2 separate regions of the Mus musculus genome follow, and region 2 is linked to region 1. A link is a contact called in public HiCAR-type data. All regions are on one chromosome and are shown on one strand. Each heading gives the region's core, a stretch centred on a gene start, on an enhancer-like site or on the middle of the called end of the contact. The rest is flanking DNA. Distances are from core to core; before and after follow the strand shown.

Region 1 (7,723 bases), core at 1,357-3,856:
TGGAGTAAGTTCCGCAAAGATAAAACATCTATGTGGTTTTGAAACCATAAACATTTTAAAAGAACACTTGCTCTTGATATAGGCGCCTTTCCCAGGCTTTTACTGGAGTCAGACACATGTCGTGACATCCCTCATCCCTTGGAGTCCCTAGAATGACAGCCTCAGCCATGGAAAATCAACTTCTTTTGCTGGCTTTCCATAACACCTGAGCAAACTTACTTTGCCATTTCTGGAAACTGCCTCATGGTACCAAAAACAGTGGATTTCCTGGCCAAACCCACCAATGAAATTCCATTTCTCAGTCTTTTTCTCTCTTTGCTGAGCAGACCCATATCCATGATTAGAGTGGCATTTTTCCCCTTTTCTGTATTTCTGACATTTTTTTTCTGTAGAAAAATGCACACACCTGTAATCTGCAAAGGTTAGAGCAAGAATGATTCCCACACACAACACTGATGCTGACCCTGCATTTCATCAGTGCGTTACAGTAGCTAGACATGCTTTATCTCCCATTTAATGAAAGTCACCTTGCAGGGATGTGGGAATCTGATCAGGGCTGGCATGGTGCTGAGGCATGGAAAACAATATCCCTGAATAGCTACAAAATTTGGCTGCTTTTTATCCTCCAGCTTTGCATTTGACCCATACGAGCAGCCAAAGAGAGTAAAGTCCAGGTCATTCTAGATCTCACCTAAGCAAAATCTTATAAGCCACTAAAGACCCTGCAAGTAATTTGGAAATAGTACACACCTTTTCAGTTGGCTTACGGATTCTTTTGACACCAAACTTAAATGTATCATGTATTAACAAACTCTTTTAAAATGTTTTGTTGTTGTTGTTGTTATTGTCGCTTTTGAGATAGGGTCTCATGTAACCAAAGCTGGCCTTATATACACTACATAGCCAAAGAAGACCTTAAAATCCTGATCCTCCGGCCTCAACTTTCCCAGAGCTGGGGTAATAGATGGGCACCACCATGCTCAGTCATAATTAAGCTTCTTTTAAAATAATGATGCTCAAGAACTTCAAGTCCCTGAAGAAAGAAATTGAAGAAGATCTCAGAAGATAGAAAGATTCCCATGCTCACGGATTGGCACGGTTAATATAGTCAAAATGGCCATCTTGCCGAAAGCAAGAATAATGATGCTCTTAATGCAGCATTAATCATTAATATTAATAGCAAAAGCAACAAATTCTGTCATACCATGCATGACTAGGGTTCCATAAGCTTAAGATAGCCAAGAACTTCAGAATTATGAGAAAAACTGTAGAAGCTATCCTAATCCTTTATCCACCATCCTCACCAAGCCGAAGCCTAAGCAGATCAGACACAGTTCTGATACAAGACAGGATCGACTAGATAATTTGTGGAGCCCAGAACAAAACAAAACCAGATCCTTTTCTTTAAAAAAATAGGAAGAGTTATCACAGCATTACACCAAGTGCATGCAGGTAGCAAGCCGGTGAAGGCAGCTGGCTTTGTTATCAGAGCCTTTTGTGTTTGGAAAGTTGATAAGAAAAGCAAAAATATTTCACTATTAAACAAGTAGCAACTGGTTAATCTGTTTCAGCGTGAGTGTTGTGTGTCTGGGTTAGAGATGAGGTTGGGAAGTCTTCAGAGTTTCGTCTTGTCTCCTGACCTTCCATTTTTTCTTAAGCTTTTCAGCCGGTTGGACAAGAAGCAGTTCTGTAGAGCGGAGCAGTGTGGTCCATGAGGCAGCAGTACCATCTGAAAGCTTGGACAGAAATGCAGACTCTTGGGTCCCACCCCAGACCTACTGAATCAGAGCCTCATTTTAACAAGCTCCCCAAGGGATTCATACATCTGTGCCAGGCCAGACTAGAAGTGTTCTTGTAGAAGCAACCATGGGAGACTTCAGTGTCATGCTTCCTGTGTCTCATATGAGGCGAGTCAGCTCTTTCTTCCACTCACTTTGTACAGGGCTCCGGAATTTTGAAACCCAAGCTCAGGTGGAGACCGTACATCTCAAGACCGATTGCCCCTTTCAGAGGATTATCATTCCTTGGTTCTGGGATGCCAGTCTGGGATGCCTCCTTGCGCTGGGGGCCACCTGTTCTGGGCCCTGCATGTGGGTGCTGTGCCCATTCGACCCATGTGGGTCAAAGGCACATCTACACCTTTCAATTTTACTGGCCACAGGAGGTAAACCGAGTCCTAGGGAGTCGCGCATTAGCAAACCGCCCTCCAGAGTAAAGCTCTTGGTTCCTTTGCCCAGAACGGGGAGGAGGGTCTGAGATCATTTAGAACTTTGCCATTTACAGGTTGCCTTTCACGGATAACTTGGTTACTTTCCCACCGCACGCACTTTCCCACTTACGGAGCCCGGGATCCGCCGGGCTCCAAGCTTTGCCTCTGCCTTTCCAGACGGCCCAAGAGCTCCAGCTCAGAACCGCCAACCCAGGGAGCCACACCAGTCACCCTCCCAGCCATCGAGCCCGCCGGGCCCGTCGCCTGTCCTTGGCTCAGCGGCTTAGGTCTTAAGACCCCTAGGGTTTCAGATACCCTTTCTCGGCGCCACACTCACCTGCGGGTCCCGGTGACCGGTTGGCTGCTGGCGTCCTCGGGCCCTCCTTTTCCCCTTTCTGTCGGGCCGCGTCCCTCCTCCTCCCTCCCGCGGGCTGGGCGCCGCCCCCGCCGCTCCCGGACCACTTGCCCGCCTGCTCTGCAGCTGCCCGGCGTGGCGGGGCGAGCGCTCAGTGTGGCGGGGCTGGGCGTGGAGGTGGGGAGCGGGCGGGGCGCTGACACCGGGAAGCAGCCTCGTGGAGAGCTTCAGCCTAGACAGTGGGGAACCCCTAGGATGCTGGGCGGCTAGCAGGGCGCGATTCCCCACCCAGCCTCCACCCAGTGGCTCACCTTTAGGGGTCGCCTTGATCCCCCAAAGGCCTGGCCCAGGCTACTTTGAGCATCGCATGCTCCTGATAGGTGAAAACCCTCGCCCTTTGCCAGAATATTTCTGAAAGCAGAAACCAGACCTCCCCCCAGAGGACCAGAGTAAAATACCTGGTAAAGAACCATGCTGAGTGGTTTCTGAAAGAAACTATATAATTCACTAGGTAGTAAAAAACTAGGGGTCCTCATCGTTCCTCTGCCTGCTTGGGGGTGGGGGTGGGGGAACACTGGGGGCGGTGTGGCACTATAAGACCTTGCTTTGGCTTCCTATTCCCATGGTCAGCATCTCCACTTTCATAGACTATAAGCTAGGTCTGTAAAACTCAGATCACTTAAACAACTTTTCAAAGGCCCATTTAACAGACAGAATTCTGGAATAAGGTTTCCACAGTATTGACTCTCAGGTAGAGACCAGGAGAAAATATAAGCTGTCCGAATTTCCTTCCTGGTTCTTTCCAGTCAAGAAATGCCTATAGTTGCAAAGTGCTTTACAATATGAAAGCACAATTCTGATTTCTTATAACGTGCAGGGAAATAGAGCATTTTTTTTCTTTATGACCAAAATTGGATTTTGATTTGAATTCACAATCCTGGGGATCTGCTATTTATAAAGGGCAAATCTGAAGAGTAGGGTGACTGAGTCTGCTACATCAGCCCCATTGAACAAAGCTCAGGGTATACATTCTGCCTGGCAGGATGGGTTGTATTTGTTTTACAAACACCAAGTTATTAACACTCACAACAGTCTAGCTGGAGAAATGAATGGGCAGTGTTTTCAGACAGACTTTTGCCTGGATGGATTAAGGGAGAGTTGGTGGAGAAGAGGAAGCACATCCAGGTTACATAACAAGCCAGAAGTTGTGGCTGGAAGTGGGGAGTATATTTAAGAAACAGACTGCATGTCATTCCAAAGGGTTAAAATGGTTGTGTTTGTCTTATTATAAAACAGACTCCATAGCATATAGAGCCACAAGAATTCTTATACAAAGCTAGTTGGATGTAAATTGCTTTTAGCGCTTTAGAGCTCTGTCAGGATGTACTAAAGTGAGTACCACTATTGTATGACAAGCAATTCCCCCTTAGATTCAGCCTCAACAGAAATGAGTTGTATGTTTACCAAGAGAGATGAGTAAGGATATCACAGCACAGTATTTGTGTTACTTAGAACATGCCCAAATGCCCATTGGCCATAGAACAAACTGAGGGTCAGCCTGGTAGTATAACCCCAGATATCCTGGAAACTAGGGCAAGGGATAGTGAATTCAAGGCAAGGCCAGTATGGGCTACATAGTGAGTTCAAGGACAGTCTGGGCAACTTAGTGAGAGCCCCCTCCAAAGAAAAAGTAAAAAGAAGTCTGAAGATGTCACCTAGTGGTATTAATATTAGCACTTGCATAGTATGTGTGAGGGCCTAGATTCAATCCCTACCACTGAAAATTCAATGAAATGTGGTGGTGGTGGTGGTGGTGGTGGTGGTGGTGGTGGTGGTGGTAGTGCTGGTGTTGCTGGTGGTGGTGCTGGTGGTGGTATCACCACAAACTAGGATACCAGGCTGCCAATGAGAATGTATGGACCACTGCTGTGCAAGGCATGGGTGGAACTCATAAAGAACGGAAGTGAAGGAAGTCAAACAGCCATATATTTTGGTTCTGCTCACCACTGATATGTGCTGTCAGGAGTCAAGATAGTGGTCACTAGTGAGCTAGAGGGGAGTTTTCAGCAGACAAGAAAAAGAATTGGCTGTCTACAGGGATTTATTGATCTTGACCTGGGTACTGTTCACACTGATTTGCTTGTTCCATTTATGAAACTCATTGAACTGCTCACCTATGATATGAACACTTACTAGATACGGGTTACACTTCCGCTTTTTTTAAAAAAAAAGATAAAATATGGGTTTTTATATTCAAAATCGCTTACATTGTTAAAAGAAAGATACCAGAATAAGCATGCTTTCCCTTTAAACAACTAGCTATAACACACACACACATACACACACACACACACACACACACACACACACACACTTAACTTTAAGGAAATATGCCTCAAAAACAAACATGACTCAGTACTTACCCTAAAATTAAAAATTCATATTTTGATCCACTTCCAGCCTCTTGCATTCTCTTCTTGACTCATAGAGCAACATAACTATGACAACACCTAAGGAAAAGGAAAGTGGCTAGGGCCTGACCCCTCCAGCCAGAGGCAAAGAGCTATGCCCTTCTCAGGAAGCAGTTCTGACTACCTGCCTCCTACCCCGGTACTTTCTGATGGTATAAAGGAAAATTGTAGGTGGTCAAAATTCATGCTTAAATATTTATCCAAAGTAACCAGAGAGTGGGTAACGTTGGCCTTTACCCAACAGATTCTTTGATCTGATGGCAGAGTTTGATCACCAGGCACAGGACAGTTAACAAACATGGCAGAAGTGAGGAAAGAGGGTAGGTACCCTTTTATTCTCTCACTGGAGGACCCTGTGATTTGGGTCAAGAAAAGAGGCATAGGAGGGCAGCATTACAGTACTCCTTAGAACTTTAGATGTAATTGACCTGTGGCCAAATAGTGCACAGACAAGGCATATGATGTTCTAAAACAGATTCATTATTCCCCAAAAGCAGAAGAGTGCCACAGGAACATGAGGGTCAGGCACAAGTGAAGAGAGTGGCCTAACAATATAGAATATGAACAGTCAAAATGAGCAACTAAAATTTTTAGATTTTTCACGTACTTTAATATTCACTACATCTGCAGGGTAACTCATGGTGAGATGTGGAGGTGAAAACCAACATCCTTGACTAGTCCGTGATGGAGCTCAGACTGCCATTAGTAGAGCATGACTCCTGGACTCCTGTGTGTTTAACATCTGCAGAGGAAAGAGAACAATACCATAGCAAAACTACCTGATACAGGATCAGGAAATTGGTGGTGGTCTACCAGTTTGGCCATTAAGTAATTGATATTTCCACTTAAATTATCTGTGCCTTAGTTCCCCATTTATAAAATGTAAAAGAAGTAGTGAAGGCAATTGGAACTACAGTGGTAGTACCAAGGGTTGGTTGGTTTGGGTGATTTGTCTCTACCAATACCTCCAGATGACAAGTAAAAGACATCAAAACAAAACAAACAAACAAATAAAAAATGGGGTACTTGTACAAATAAGACAAGAAAACACCCCTAGCCAAGATGACTCTAAATTGGCATGTACACACAGTCAGATGAACACATCTTCAGATCTTCCTTATAGATATCTTATTACAAAACCCTACTCAGAAGTCTCTTCTGATTTCATCCATCCATTCATTTTATCATTTATTTTATCTGAGTATAGCAGTGTACACCTGCAGTTCTGTTGTTTGGGTGGTTAAAGAAGAAAGATTGTGAGTTGTGAGTTCCAGTTCAACCTGGTTTACATAGATAGTGGTGTGTGTGTGTGTGTGTGTGTGTGTGTGTGTGTGTGTATGTATGTGCGTGCACTCACACATATAATTTCAGAACCTGGGAGGTGAGGCAAAAAAATCATGAGTTCAAGATCCTCATTATCTACATAGCCACTAGGAGGCCAGTTTGGGCTATATAGTACCATGTCTCAAAAAATAACCAACCAAATGGCCATGAGACTTCAACCTTATAGACAGCTGAGGAAAGCTAGGAGTGGGAGAGGTGGCCTTCCCCAGGGATCGGACACAGGACACCAATTAGTTGCCCAATGCCAAACAATCACCCCTGAATACAAACCATTATGCAGATTTACAAGTTTTATATATATACATTTTTCTCTAGAACATTGTGTTAGCTGTAATGGTGGTGAGCTGATTGCACAATGAAGAAGATAAATAAATCATGCATTCTCCTGAGAGGCAAGAAGGCCTTCTTTTGTTAAAAAGAAAAATCACTGAATGAAGGCAGTTGGGCATGCTGTCATTCTGTTCAATGAAAATTACAAAGGCAGTTTAATGAAAAATGAAATACACACACATATAATATACATACATACATATATATATATATACATAATACAATACATAGATACACACAATAACAATTAGTGAAAAAAGAGAGACCAAATTTGAAGGGGAGTGGGGAAGGGTATATGAGAGGAAGAAGAGGGACAAAAGAAAAGGAAGAAATATTATAATTAAGTTACAATCTAATTTTTTAAAAAAGATGTCACAATATTAAGAAAAACGAAACAAACAAAAGCACCCTACAAATATTATTTTACACATATAGTGAGGAAAGCCTGGGTTATGCTGAAGTAACCAACAGCACTGAGAATAGCACTGGTTAACACAGCAAGGGTTTCTTTCTCATTGTGTATGTTTATCATTGAAGTAGGGACTCTATACAAAAGTATGAACTCAGAGTTTGGGGGAGAGGAGAGAAGCATTCTGGATCAACAGTATCTTAGATGCCCAGTTTAGAACTGATGTGTACTATTCGTGCTCTGACTTATCATCTGAAGTGTTTACACACTGTACCTAGGTACAGAGAGCCAGGATGTCCATGCCTATGGAGGTCCAGGAAGAGAAGAGTTGGAGATCCTTGGAGAACACGGATGATGATTACCACACCTGCCAAGGGCCAGACCGTGGGCAGAAAAAAAGAACAAGAGGGGGTCTTGGTCTTCTAGGTATTCATTCACCCTTAGTCCAAGCCAAGTGGTCTCATCTCCAGTGATAAACTTCTCCCTTTCTGGTATAGGCGTTGGTAGATCTAGGTGAGAAATTAGTCACTGCCTTCTTGGGTGAAGTCACCATGTGATACAGAAACATTTTTCTCTAGAACATTGTGTTAGCTGTAATGGTGGTG
Region 2 (7,723 bases), core at 3,469-5,968, 770 kb before region 1:
GGCCAATTTATGAAACTCTAACAAGTTAATTAAAATTTGAACATTACTTCTAAGTAATTTTAAAGTTTAATGTAAAAGATTTCAAATAATATACTTTAATTTTTCAAAGGAAAAAAAAGAGCTTCACAGCAAGATGTATATTTCTGTGCACTAAGAGAACTTAAATACATTTGTATTAGTATTAGAATTTAAATATGCATAAATCAAAATAAAAGCTAGCCAAAATTGATTTAAGGTAGTAAAAGTGAACAAATATTAAAATCAGAGAATTTGACAATATTCACACTTAAATAGTTTCTCAAGACTACAAGGTACATATCAAGAAGAGTTGTTTTTATCTGGATTTCTGTACTAGGTAATCCTTTTGAGAAAAAAAAAAGTTGAGGAAACTGGTATGTATTCTGAAGGCAAGACCCAATACACAGAAGTCTTTTCCTAAGAAAAGAACATATTCTCAAGTATATCATAGAATTGCAGAGTATCTGTCTCTTTGTAAGTTTACAATGGCACATTGCTACAAAAGGTGAGCACTGTCTTTCTGGTCCGAACAATTTGGTCCTATAAACATAGAAAGTGGCAGAACCACAGCCATAAACACAAGTCACAAGTAGGGGAGCTGAGGGGTCTTTATCTTCAAATTTTTCCCAACTCCTTACTTACACAAAAATCAAACAAGTTGACTCTATCATTTAACTCTTCAAAATAAAGAATTCATCTAGTCTAGAAAGACTCATCATAGTCAGCGGCCATATGTACCGAAAACTCTTCAATTTCTCACCTAAGTGCAAAGTTATGCTCATTTCTTGTTAAAAACTTCCTAACACATGCCTCAAAACAAAAATAGGATAAAGCTTTAGGGACATTATGTTTAATAGAAATTATAACATAAACACTGTTGCTATTATTTCTATGGCTACCAAAGTTTACTTATACCAGATAACAAAGGCAAAATAATCATAAATGTCTTACTCATGAAAACCAAACATTTCATTTTAAATCTTACATAGTTTCTCAAATTTGTTCAAGTTATCCTGCTTTAAAAAAAAAAACTATTCAACTGTGTTAGATTTTTTGCAAATGAAATACAGGTAAAGGCATTTCTATACCTCAAGTAACAAAAACCCAAGCTATTAAGTGTAGCTACTTAAGCTATTTTATGTCTTTACTGGCTAGTTTTGTGTCAACTTGACAAAAGCTGGAGTTATCAAAGAGAAAGGAGCTTCATTTGAGGAAATGCCTCCATGTGATATAACTGTAAGGCATTTTTTCTATTAGTGATCAAGGGGGAAAGGCCCCTTGTGGGTGGGACCATCTCTGGGCTGGTAGTCTTGGTTCTATAAGAGAGCAGGCTGAGCAAGCCAGGGGAGGCAAGCCAGTAAAGAACATCCCTCCATGGCCTCTGCATCAGCTCCTGCTTTCTGACCTGCTTGAGTTCCAGTCCTGACTTCCTTGGTGATGAACAGCAGTATGGAAGTGTAAGCCGAATAAACCCTTTCCTCCCCAACTTGCTTCTTGGTCATGATGTTTGTGCAGGAATAGAAACCCTGACTGAGACAATGTCTATATTTATAAAATTAAATGAATAAATTATAGCAGTTTGGACTTAAGATGAATCAAACTTGCGTTCTATTTCCCTTAAGATAAAATGCTAAAAATATCAGACTTTCTAAAACAGGTAAACCTTTACAATTACCATCATCTGTTCTCTGATTTCTAGGTGTTCTGTGTCTACAATCACTTCAAATCTGAAGATCTCATGTACTAACTTCTATGATATTAATAATGATTTTAATTTTCTTAGGTGACTAGTAATTCAAACAGAGAATCCTCTTGAATCTACCCCAGTATTGCCTTTAACCCAAAGACAGGGGCAATAAAAATCTCAAGTAAAATACCCCACTCCCAAGAATTCAAACTAAAAATTTGTCTCTGAAGCTAACTTACAATAAAACATTTTTATCCAAAAGACCTAGTATTTACTCAGCCTTTTTCAAGGCACTTTACCATCGTCAATTATTTCTTAGTGAGACAACCCAGGGTTATCCGACCATTTCACTGATGTGGAAATAGACACCTACAGAAGAGAACAGGGGCAGGAAAAGGGGTGATAGGAAGCATCTGGGAGAAACAGGCAGGCAGCTAAAAAGGAACAAACTCAAAAGAAAACGAGAGTCAATTCTAGCCTGTAGCTGAAATCACAATCATTATTTTGGCTTTAGAGATATTTAAGATATATTTTGAAATAGGTAAAGTACTTTGCAAGTCTAGCTATAACCTAAGTTTCTTACTAATAAATATGCAATTCCTTAGCATTAAAAATATCCAATTTCCAATGGGCACACTGATTTCAACTAACACTTGCAAAATATCTGTCTTCCACAGGCCTAATCAGAAAATAAACTCATAAAATATATACCTTCATATAATCCTAACAAAGTGCACAAAAATCACAGAAGTCAGAAATATGTTTTGATTACAAGCAGAATGTAAAGAACAGTGGCAAAAGTAACTGAGTTTGACCATTAGTCAAAGAAATGCTTGTTCTCTATCAATTATGATGTTCTTAGCAACCTTGAAATATACAAGGATAAGATGCTGGTGGGTTGGTTTCCTTAAACACCAGAAACTAAAATGCATAATGGACTTTGAATAAATATATTTTGAACTTGGTGAATTCTAGAAAATAAATGCACACTGGTGGTTAATAAATACCTTAACTGAGCCATAAATCTAAAAGGCTGACAAAATACCTGACCAAATCATGACAAATAAGATGCTTAAGGAGCAACTCTGTTTATCAGTTTTAAAACATCCTTTATAGATAGTGCAATACCAGTAACATTATCAACATCCCCCTCACCAAATTACAATTCTAAAGCAGAGCAGGACTTCTGGGGTGAACAGGCTCATAAGGAACTTACCTCTGCTTGGAGGACATACATGGTATTCAAAATTTTCAAAGCTATTTAAATGGTTTGACTAAGTTCTTTATAAGTTTCAAACTATTCTAAAGATGATGGATAAACTCACTGTCTTCTCAAAATCTTAGATTTACTTTCAAGAGCTCATTTTAACATTCCTCCCATTAAATACAGAAAGCCACAAACAGATTAGAATAATACCCATCATTACAAATAGGTTATTTAATGGTAAGGGGGGGCAAAAAAGATAAAATTGTCATTACATTTGGAATAAAGAACATTTCCAAACAATTAGAAAAAAAAATCAAGGTTATGCCAATGAAATAACACTATAAAACAACTGCTTATACACAAGTACATCTTACAATATTCTTCCCTCAAATTGAAAATAATACTGTCCCTGGAAAAATTTAAATTGCAACAACTGATGCTCTCTAAGGAAACAAGCATCTCCAATAGTTGAAAATCATGCATCATAAGCTATCTCCCCTGCCTTGGTTTCCCCTTAGCAACCAATTTTTAAAAGGCATCCTAAAGTCATACTAATGGCATCCTAAAGTCATACTAATGGCAAGTCATAAAGCTTAATATTCTCATTCTTCAAAAACAGAATCAGATTTCAAATTATAACCATACTTTGTGATGAATGACAAGTGTTTAACAACCTTTTTTAAAACATCAATACCCTCAGATAGAAATCTGTAAGTAAATGTGAGCTGCCCACATACATACATGGCAGGACAAGTGGGGAAGGGAGAAATGGGTGATTACTAGTAAGCTTTTGAAGCCACATATATAGCTCAAGGCACTCCCCTCCCCCCTTAAAAATACAGTCGATAAAATTCTAATATCTTTTTCTCTGACTCTTGAAGTACAAGTACCATTCAGGTTTAAAAAAAAAAAAAGTCAATAAAGAAGAAGAACCTTTACAGAGCTGTTTCGAAGCAAATGGTCACTACATTCAAGTTTTACATGATTGCTGACCATCATCTCCTTTAATACATCTCCTTGCCTGAAGGCTCTCAGGGGAAATTAGTCCTAGCCTTCCTGTCCAGCTTTATGAAGGAGTCATCCCCTCTGGAGGGCTAAACGTGTCAGGATCCCCAAAACACATACCTGGCATCAGACCCACAAGGGGCTCCAGGCCACAGGCACATTTTTCTAGATTGATATTCCCTACCAAAATCCAAGTTACTTCCCAAGTGCTTGTCTCAGCCCAAACCATTCAAAGTCATTCCTGACCCTTAGCCCTACCAATCTCCCACAAAGCCCCCAGGCTGCAGCCTGGCCCCACCTACCCTGGGGAGAATTGCAGAGGGCGCTGTCGGTGCTCCTGGGGAGGGGGCCTGTTGAGGGGAGCTGGGCCAGGGGCCGAATACCTCTAGCAAGATGAGCCAGTGAAGAGGGTCCGAATAAGTGTGAAGGTCAGCAGCGAGTGCTAGCAGCGGAGATGGCCCACAGAGAACACTAATTTAGACACAGCAGCCTTGGCATCTGGGGTAAAGCTTCCAGGGGTGTGAGGCAGGAGTGTTGGGACAAACTGAGGCGGGACGCTGGCGCGGCAGTAAGGGGGCGTTCCCAGCGCAGGACTTGCCCCTAAGGCTCCCCTGCCCTGCAGACAGCCATCAGGACTCCAACATCAGGACTCCATCTCCACTTCCCAAGGGGGACCAGGGCCACCAAGCACCTCGGGTCTTCTCCGCCCGAGCAAAAGCACTTCTGTCATGCTAGCTCAGGGAGCAGGCACCAGACTTCACATTGCAGCCGCCATTTTTGAGAAGCCGCGCGCAGAGCCGCGCATGCCCCACAACCGACACAGCCACTCCACCCTCCCACAGCAGGCTGTGTGCCCGTGGTTGCTGCAAACACGCCCTAAGACTGCTGCCGCGGGTGGAGCTTGAGCCCAGGACCCAGCAACCTGCATGAACGAGTTTGAGCAGTGGCCATCGTGGAGAAGTGGTGATGCTAAAAAGCCTTTGGCAGTTTTCCCTTATACTTCAGGATCAGAAATCCTAGCAACAGGCTAAGTACCCAAGACCCCTGGGGTCTAGCATCAAGTTCCATGCTGGGTACTCACTGCCATTAGACTTTTAGATCCCTGGCTAACTCCTATTTTGGCCACTTACCCCCCCCCCAAAAAAAATAAATAGTTCCACAAGAAACCAAGTCAAAGGAGCAAGGAAAACTCAGCTCCTACTATGGAACTGGAGCTGTGCCTTCCAGCTCCTTCAGCTTAAATCCTCTTCACCATGGGTTTTAGGCACCAATGCCCTGCCAGTCCCACTTTCTGGATTCTATTGTTCTTAATTTATGCTTAATCTTAAAGACATGAGATTAGCCTAGTGACAAATCCCGTTTGCTCACATTTGATGGATCCCAGAAGGGTTGAATACATAGTTCAACTTGTGTTGAACTGCACGTGCTTTCTCACCTCAGAGAAACCTATAGCATGAGTGGAGATCACTCGGAAGAGAGGAAGAAAAAATTCCTTAAAATATAGCATCCAGCTGCACAAAATACATCACACAAAATGCCACAGAAAATATTCACCTCTAGTTCAGAGTTAAGAAACCAATTTCAAAGTTTTGCTTGAAAAATACACAATATGCTATGTTAGCCAAAAGTAAAAGTTAAGTCTCCTCTCTATACCTCTATCCAAAACTGAGTGTAGGTTTTCTATCTTTTACCTTAATGTATAATGGACTAAACTAAAAGCATATATCCACAGCAACAAAGAGTATATGCATTTCCTCCAATGTAAAATAATTTTCATATGCAACTTTTACAGTAAGAAATAAATGCCACTCCTTCAAGAATGTTAGCATTGTATATAATAGGCATTGCTAGAAGATAGTTTTAGGAGAAAAAGGGAGAGCTTTTTTGTCTCCCTAAGAGGCCAGTAGTGCCTAAGACAGTAAAATAGAATGTAGTCCCATATATCCATTCTTTTGAAACTGAACAGGCCTAACACCTAGAGATCTCCAGAATGATGTGATATTAAATTCTTTCTCTCTTCCTACTAATTAGGAAACTCTCTCCCTGAAAATAATACAGTATTCTCTTGGTGTAAGTTAGCTGCTAACTTGGGACATACAGTGCCTATTTCTACATGCAAACTCACATATTCTTGATTTCTGTAATGTACCTAGTTCAAGAAAGATCTAAACATGGTGAACTTACTACTGGTGATTTGCTTCACAATTTGAAAATCACTTGATAAATACAAATAAACAGATAAACACAAAAACTTGATAAACTTAATAAATACAAATATAAACAGATTAACAGATAACCTAAGAGTTGTCATCTGAGTTTCAGAAGAGCACAGTAGCATACTCACCCTTATAAGGAGATATAAAATTTTCTTTCCTGTAACTCATACTATAAAGACAATATACCATTGAGACTTCCAGGGAGAACACAGAGTCTTTACGACATGAGGATGCCGATTTTGAAACTGAAGAACTGAAAAACTACCATCATGAGCCTGAAATGATTCTATAATATTTTTCCCTCAACACTGTATCGTGCCATGAGATCTAAATGTGGCTTCTATTCTAATAGAACTAGCAACATGTGGATATTTAATATTAAATTTAATTGGGTTGAAAGTTAGTTCAGTAGTAGAGCATTTGCTTACCATGTAGGAGACTCTAGGTTCAAACACTGGTACCAAACACACACACACACACACACACAAATATAACTAAAATTTCAGCAACAAGATCCAGAAACTTCTATTGCTCCCACCTGGTCTCTGTGCCTAATTCTCATTAAGCCTATGATGTCAAAGGCCACTGCAGAAGAAAAATCAGGGTTAGGCCTAGGCTGAACCTAAGGTTTAGCACTCTTTTGTCTCTCTTTTTTTGTTTGTTTTTGTTTTTTTGTTTGTTTTTCGAGACAGGGTTTCTCTGTATAGCCCTGGCTGTCCTGGAACTCACTTTGTAGACCAGGCTGGCCTCAAACTCAGAAATCTGCCTGCCTCTGCCTAAGTGCTAGGATCAAAAGCATGCATCTCTTTTGTCTGTATTACCTGAAGAAATGATTAGTGGATAAAGTCAAGTAAGAATACAATGCATGCATCCATCTTTCCATCTTCTTTGACAAAGATTTATAGCATATATTTTCCAAGCATAGGAAAACTGGGAAGGTTACTACAAAAAGAGACAGAAACTAAGGAAGGGCAAATATGATGTATTTACTTGGTTTTGGACAAAGGCACCACAAAACTATACCATAGCAACAAACAGAAAAGTAAATAATTTAGTGACACATGGCTTAAAATATGCTTTCAGAATGTTAACATCCAACAAAAAAGAGAAAAACAAGAAAGAAAAAAAAACTCTTCAAACTGAAGTAATATAGTAAGTAGAAAAAAAAACTCTTCAAACTGAAGTAATATAGTAAGTAGAAAAAAAAACTGGAGCTAAAATGAAAAACTCTCTTCTCTTGAAAGACTATGAGGTCAGAGCTCTCCAGTAAGTCAAGACTAATGAACAAAATAAGTGAAAACCCAGTAGTGGTAGGACTATTGAACTTCAACATGAGGTGATTCAAGATAAACCCAAATTAAGACAACCACATATCTCAGTGATGAGAACTTACTTATTAAAACTGTTGATTATATAAATAGCATCAAAATTTTTTCAAAACTTAAGAGTATAAATTTAGAATAAAGATTGTGTTTGCTACTCAAGCATAAGAACACTCAATGCCAAATAGTTCTGCAGTATAAAGCAGTTCATAAGAAACTTTAAAATTATTTTAAAAAATATCATGTTTCCATTATTATTTTAGCATAG

Evidence for each region. HiCAR-type assays count read pairs that join an accessible place to other places.
Region 2: a HiCAR-type map of astrocytes shows a contact between it and region 1, with 4 times the contacts expected there. The contact joins the promoter of Scml2 here to the promoter of Adgrg2 in region 1. A contact is called at or near these places in 1 of 39 promoter capture datasets (hippocampal neurons) and 1 of 115 datasets of contacts at active chromatin or transcription factors (astrocytes).

What each region holds. Positions count from the first base shown.
Region 1 is chrX:160,385,573-160,393,295 of GRCm38.p6, reverse strand. It overlaps Adgrg2 (adhesion G protein-coupled receptor G2), which reads right to left and starts at 2,606. Exons shown (of 28, transcript NM_178712.4): 1 at 2,547-2,606.
Region 2 is chrX:161,159,745-161,167,467 of GRCm38.p6, reverse strand. Scml2 (Scm polycomb group protein like 2) reads right to left here and starts at 4,718. Exons shown (of 26, transcript NM_001290651.1): 1 at 4,220-4,718.